2 separate regions of the Acanthopagrus latus genome follow, and region 1 is linked to region 2. Evidence: chromatin contacts called from public Hi-C data. All regions are on one chromosome and are shown on one strand. The core of a region is the stretch at or near the end of the contact, and the rest is flanking DNA. Distances in the headings are between cores, read along the strand shown. Region 1 holds the start of ccdc107 (coiled-coil domain-containing protein 107). Region 2 holds the start of pmpcb (mitochondrial-processing peptidase subunit beta).

Region 1 (3,220 bases), core at 279-2,778, 190 kb after region 2:
AGAGAGGCATCAGCGTGAACACGTAGCCCTTGTTGTTGTTGGTTTTGTACTTGTCGCTCTTCAGCTCTTGCTCCATCAGCTTCTTCATCTGTTGCATGTTCTCGGGGGTCTGGGGTGAACCGGGGGCGTTCACGTTGATGGGCTGACCTCTCACTGCGCCGGGGCCTGTACTTGCTGCTCCAAGAACAACATGATGAGCACCAAAGAGGGGGACAGATTTTGAGAGTACGGTGAGGAAAGAGGCTTGTTATCTGGACATTTTGCAACATTATGTAGAAAAGTGGCATTTTGAGTAATTTGGGTCTTCAGTTTCTGAATGCAGCACCACTGTCATACACCCCTTTTCAAACAGTGGATCTGCAATAGAGCCGCAACCGAGGCTCGCCTCTGCACCGCCTTTGCTTGTTCATATTGAACCAAGCAGTGATGGCACAGAGCTGCTTGTTAAGATCGGTGGGGTTTCTTGTCTAAACATGAATGCAATGCTGTGACCATACCCTCTCGCTGAAGTTAAACAGAGCAGAAACAAGTGATGGGGGTTGGATGCCTCTTGTCGGAGGCTTTCTGGATGATTTAACGTGAGGGATCAGCAACGGTTTGCTGGCGATAGAAATCACTCCGATCGGCTGTTCAGGCTAAACTCCGCAACTCACACCAAAGCAGTCTAGATGGATACGTAGCACTAGAGGCAGGAGGGAACATATGCAGTTTGATTTTAGGGTGAGCTGTCCCTTTAAAGGTGAGTTAGCCACAATGGCTTCCTGCTGACCCAAACAACTACAACCCCTCTGACATGTATGACATCAGGCAGCAGATGAGCCACAGCTGCAGGACACACACCCATCTCATAAGATGTGAATGACTATATTTATTTACTGTCCATCATCACTTCACTGCATGCAGTAGCGCGTGTTTAACAGTGGACTGCACCTTTAATGGACTGACTTCTTTTTCGACTTAAATGGCGCTGAACATGTGTAGTGAGCAACCACACGCTGGGTTCCGGTCGCTGTGCCGAAAAAACCCTTTTCTGCCCAGACCGTAAAGTGTGTGTAGACTTCTAGCAGCAGGAGTCCTTGTTTACATGCTAGCTACACGTAGAGTGGACGGAGGGCAGTAGCCATGTTAGCCGCCCCCCCCGTGTGACATGTTTCCCTCTGCGACGGCGGTGAGTGTCCTACCTTTCCTGCTGTAGCGGGAGTCGAATCTACTTTCCTTCGCTCCCGTCCCGCCGCCGACGCCGAACAACCTGGGCAGGACGACGAACGTGAATAGCACGGCCGTGAACGCCAGGGCGACCTGTTGTGATGTTGACAGGACCATTATCCTCGTCGTGGACCCGACACACCGGCTGAGGGGGAGCGAAGGCGGCCGCTGAGGGACGTGGCTGGAGAGAAGGTCACGCAGCGGGGAGACGACACCCTGCCACTCTCTTTTACAGCGAAACACTGAGGTTTGAAACCCAAAACCAGGCCGGCACACTCCCAACAGCTGTGCTCTGCTCCGCTCAGCTGCAATAACATGACATGGCTTCCGGGAACAAGGTTTTCAGAATAAAAGCGTCGACTGGGAAAAAACACTTCCGGTGTTCTCTTAAATAGAAATGGAAACTCCTGTGACCACTGCATGTATATATTTTTTGTATTTTTTATTTTTAAGATTTGAGATTTTATTAATATTAAGTTGTATATTTATGAATGAGAAAATGTTAAAAGAAATGAAAAAAATTGTGTGGAAATAAACGGGGGTGGGGGGGGGGACATGCCTGGTCTGCATGTCAAAGTGTCCTTGTGCAAGATACTGAACTCCAAAACTGCTCCTGATGTGCTGGTTGGCATCTTCCATAGCAGCCGCCACCATCAGGGTATGAATGTATGTATGAATTACTGTAAATCAATTTGGACTTAATGTCCTAAATGTAAATGAAAAGGTGTGCAAAGATCATGATAAATTGCTTGTGAGACGGAAAAGGAACATACACTCAACTGCTGAGGCGTCTTGTGTGATCCCCACCCATCACATCCTGTGAGGCAGGTCGCTTCCTGCTGGTGTATTATCAGTGCCATGCTGTTTGGAGATATTTCAGCATGTGGCAGCCGTTGATGGAGCCGTCTTTACTCCAAGAGATGGTGATTTAATATCCCAAGTGTTCTTTAATAGACCATGTGGAAGTCAAACGGATGGGAACACTGAGGAAAAGCTTGTGTGGTTTTGTGCATTAAGCCATTAAGTCATTAAGGGATTACACTTGGTGATGTAGTTTTTTTTGTTTTTTTTTTCGAGCAGGGCACTTTTGTTTCTGCTCTCTTTCTCTGTTTGCTGACTCACAAGTCCATTGAAATCAATCCTATGCTGTTAATGTTAGCCGCAAACATTTTTGAGGAAAGCACTCATTTGCTTCCTCATTCACAGATAGATGAGAAGATCCGCATGACCCTCAAGATAATCTGTCAAATGTGAAGCTACGGTATACAGCCATTAGATGGTAGCAGATTGAAAGGATGGAAGCGGGGGGAACTGGCTCGTCAGGCTACAGTATGTTCAGGGGTAAAGAAAAATATGGCCACCAGGTGATACCATATGGATAATGACATTCATACAAAATTCAGAGTGACAGAGTGTCACACTGTGAGGTTGCTTGAGACTGTTGTTTTTTTTATGTCTTAAAACAAGTCCCCATCGGTGAGAAAGGGTTTATGAGAAAGCTGCAGCGCTGTTTTGCTGTGAAGCTCTAGAAATGTTCTCGTGGACTACAAATCTTCACTCAACTTTCCATCGGCACATGGCTGAGCAGATAATGACTGCATTTTCCTTTTTTTTCGGTGAACTGTTCCATCATTGGCTGGGATAAAATGCAATATAACTCAGGGTGTTCGCACGATGATTTGTCTTCTTCTTCACTGTTTTTCTTGCCAAAGGGCAGAGGAAGTGCAACCCGGGGTGACCCCTTGAGAACATGTTCTCCTGTGTTTTCCGTCAACATAAATACACCAGGAAAGACTTTCAGATGGTAATACGATCTTAATGCAACTGTTTGAGCCATGGTTTGCTTTCAAATCACAATGTTCAGCATGTTCACCAGTGTTTGAAACAAAGACAAGCATGGGGTATGGGCATTTTGATCAACAAAAAAGTGCATATTTTAGAATCATAATTTGTCTTTTTGAAGTGCAAGATGGAGGGGCACCCTCGTGATCCAGTTTCACTTGTATTTTTGCAG
Region 2 (3,062 bases), core at 443-2,942:
CACGAAACCGTATCACTCAGCTCTTCTGCCCTCGTGTATCATACCTCGTGGGAGATCTTTAGAGAAAGCTTTGGCATAATACACAGTTTGCTCTCTGGATGTGTAGGCGTTCAGATGAGCGCCCATGTTCTCGATCTCCAACTCCAGATCCAGCTGGGAACGCTTCCTGGTGCCCTGTCACACACACATGCACACAGACACACACTCAGGTGAATGAGCCTGGGAATATTTCTTTTGCATTGTTGAAGACAAGAGAAAAATCATATTGTTTCTTTTAATAAATATTACATTTATTAAATTATTTTTGCATGATACAACCCTGACGAATTCTTCGTTTTGCAAACATTATAACTGTCCTTGTAAAAATTAGCAACATTAGGAGACAAACCAGTGAGTCCAGTTAGCCAAAGTTAAGCTTTACAGCCCCATCACCATCTTACCTTAAAGGCCATATGTTCCAAAAAATGTGCTGTGCCATTATTTCTCTCGTTCTCGTAGCGACTCCCAGCATCTATCCACAGGCCCACCTAGAAGTAGGCAGTAATAACAATACAGTTATTAACATCCTCTCACTCTGCTGCCAGTGTGCTATTGTAGAGCTCCTGACAAATATGGTAACTGAAACTTCTGTGGTGATGGTACTAAACTGTTTTTTCAAACATCCAGATAAACCTTTTGTACTTACTTTCTTACTTACTACATACTTACTTTTGAACTCGTAGCCTTGATATAATATGACTATTGAAATCATAAATCATGAATACAAACGAAAGAAGAATCACCACCTGGAGATCCAATTATTCTGTACAACCTCCAACAGATGATAACAATATTTCACATTGCAGAACTTCTGTCAGAGGAAATGTATTCTATTTATTTTCTACAGTGTGACAATAACCCCCAAATTGATTTTCTTATATTCCTGTAGGCTGAATTATTATTGTATATACTTCACCGTGGCCAGGGAAACAAACAGCAAGTGTGTGTAAGTGTGTGTGTGTGTGTGTGTGTGTGTGTGTGTGTGTGTGTGTGTGTGTGTGTTTGTGTGTTAGGGGGATAATTTCAGACTTACTGTGCAGGTAGTAAGCCCAGCGTCCTCTGAAGCCACCCTCAGTCCGTTTTCTAAAGTGGTCACCTTGGTCTCTGGGACATTCAGAGCCACCTGCTGAGCAGCCTGAGTGGCCAAGAGTCTGTGCTGTCCTGCTGTGAACTGTAGGTGGAGGACGCACAGGAACTAACGGTCAGTCATGATGATACTACACTTTTAGCACAGTGACGTAACCTGTCAGAGATGATGAATTTAACTAACCTACGTCGTCGACAGTTTTACCTAATAACACGGAGTAAACTTCAACATTACTTTAATATTGGAGCAGCCGAGTTTGTCTCAGGTTTTAGCTAACTTTACTGTTAGCAAACAGTGAGCCTGGCGGATCATACAGAGGCTTCCCCACGTCAGACTGTAAACTGAGAACTGTCAAGAGACTTTAAAAAGACAAACATGTCGAAAAAATGTCTTTAAATACATTCGTCTTACCCGGCTTAAAGAATTTGTCTTCAGTAAATGTCTTTGTAGGAGAAATCTCCCAGCAAGTGTGAGACGCTGTACGGACGCCGCCATGTTGTTTATCTGTCACACAGCGCATGTGCCGTTTTCACTGACGCAATCAGCACGCAACTTCCGCCGGGGATTGCGAAAATATGATTCAAAAAATAAAAAGCCCAGAGGACTTTTTTTAGCATTAGGTAAAAACACTACCATTGAGCTCCACTTATCATATTCATCGATTAGTTGTTAACTATCAGATTTGAGTATTTTTTTTTTTATGAAAAAAACTCTTTGATTTTAGCTCCTCAAATGTAAACATTTTATGGTTTCTTTACTCCTCTGTGACAGTTAACTCAACATCTTTGGGTTGCGAAAAAAAAGACATTTGGCAGCTATCTTGCGCTGGAAGTGATTGATTAACATTTTCAATTATTTACTGACATCTGGTGGACCAAACAACAAATCAGTTACTCCAGAAAATAAGAGTCATATTAATCAATAATGAAAAAAGGTGTTTATCGCAGCACTGCAATATCAGCAAAAATGATAATGCCAAAGAAACCAGAAATAATGTAGTCTCAGTTACTGTCAATTCAAAATAAAAAAATGTATTGAAAAGTCTTTTTGATGGTATTAAATAGTCTTTTTTGATCTTATGTGAATACAATAAATATGTGAATGAGATTGAACGAGTGAAAATATATGAATCAGTAAATGAATTAATAAATAAATACATGAATAAATACTCCCCTCACATTATATTTAATGTATGATTTAATTTGTGATTTTTTTCGTTTATGATGGGAATTAGACATTGACTTAAAAAATATTAATATGTTTAATGATTTAAGAATTCTATTGTGTAATTATATATGAATCCATTTATTTAAGTATTTAATTATATAATTAATCATGTATCTAAACATTTAGTTTTCGGCATAGTAACTTTTTTAACGCCTTCGCTACTTCTGTAGTTTGTCATTACCTTTATTTTGAAAGGGCCTGACAGTTGGAGGCCGGAACTGTGGCTTTAACCTAGCGCGAATTTTCTTCCGAGGGTCTCAAGTTGGTCCAGTGACTGACACCTCTACACGGCAGTTTTTACAGTCACTGGAAAAGCCATGCAGCGCTAAAATACCATTCCATGAGGATCAGAGAGTCGGCTGCTGTGTCACATAATTGAAGGTATTTCTCTTTTAATACAGAGACTTTTCATTCTCTGCCAGCTTTAATATCAACTCCAGCGGTATTGTTAGCTGCTAATTGTGTGGAGTTAGCTGTTGTCGCTAATGACTGGCTCATAACTTTAGCTGATGCTTTGAAACGTCAGTGAACAGCCATTATCTTTGGTGTGTCTCCAGTCAAGAAATGGCGGACGGTGGAGAGCTAATGGACGGCGACCTGGAAGATGGAGAGATCTCCGGGTCCGGCTCGGATACCGAGATGGGAACCGCTGCAGCAGCACTAACTCGACCCCAGGTTCCTCCAGCTTTTAGCGGCCAGTCCTTCCAAA

Evidence for each region. Hi-C and Micro-C count contacts between places; a contact is called where the count stands out from the background.
Region 1: a Hi-C map of muscle shows a contact between it and region 2, with 3 times the contacts expected there. The contact joins the promoter of ccdc107 here to the promoter of pmpcb in region 2. A contact is called at or near these places in 2 of 4 Hi-C or Micro-C datasets (both in muscle).

Annotation. Positions count from the first base shown.
Region 1 is chr14:4,447,605-4,450,824 of fAcaLat1.1, forward strand. ccdc107 (coiled-coil domain-containing protein 107) reads right to left here and starts at 1,529. Exons shown (of 7, transcript XR_005079017.1): 1 at 1,182-1,529; 2 at 1-174.
Region 2 is chr14:4,255,705-4,258,766 of fAcaLat1.1, forward strand. It overlaps pmpcb (mitochondrial-processing peptidase subunit beta), which reads right to left and starts at 1,693. Exons shown (of 13, transcript XM_037122463.1): 1 at 1,538-1,693; 2 at 1,073-1,210; 3 at 441-527; 4 at 45-174. The coding sequence starts at 1,621. It overlaps phax (phosphorylated adapter RNA export protein), which reads left to right and starts at 2,573. Exons shown (of 2, transcript XM_037122465.1): 1 at 2,573-2,734; 2 at 2,911-3,062. The coding sequence starts at 2,918.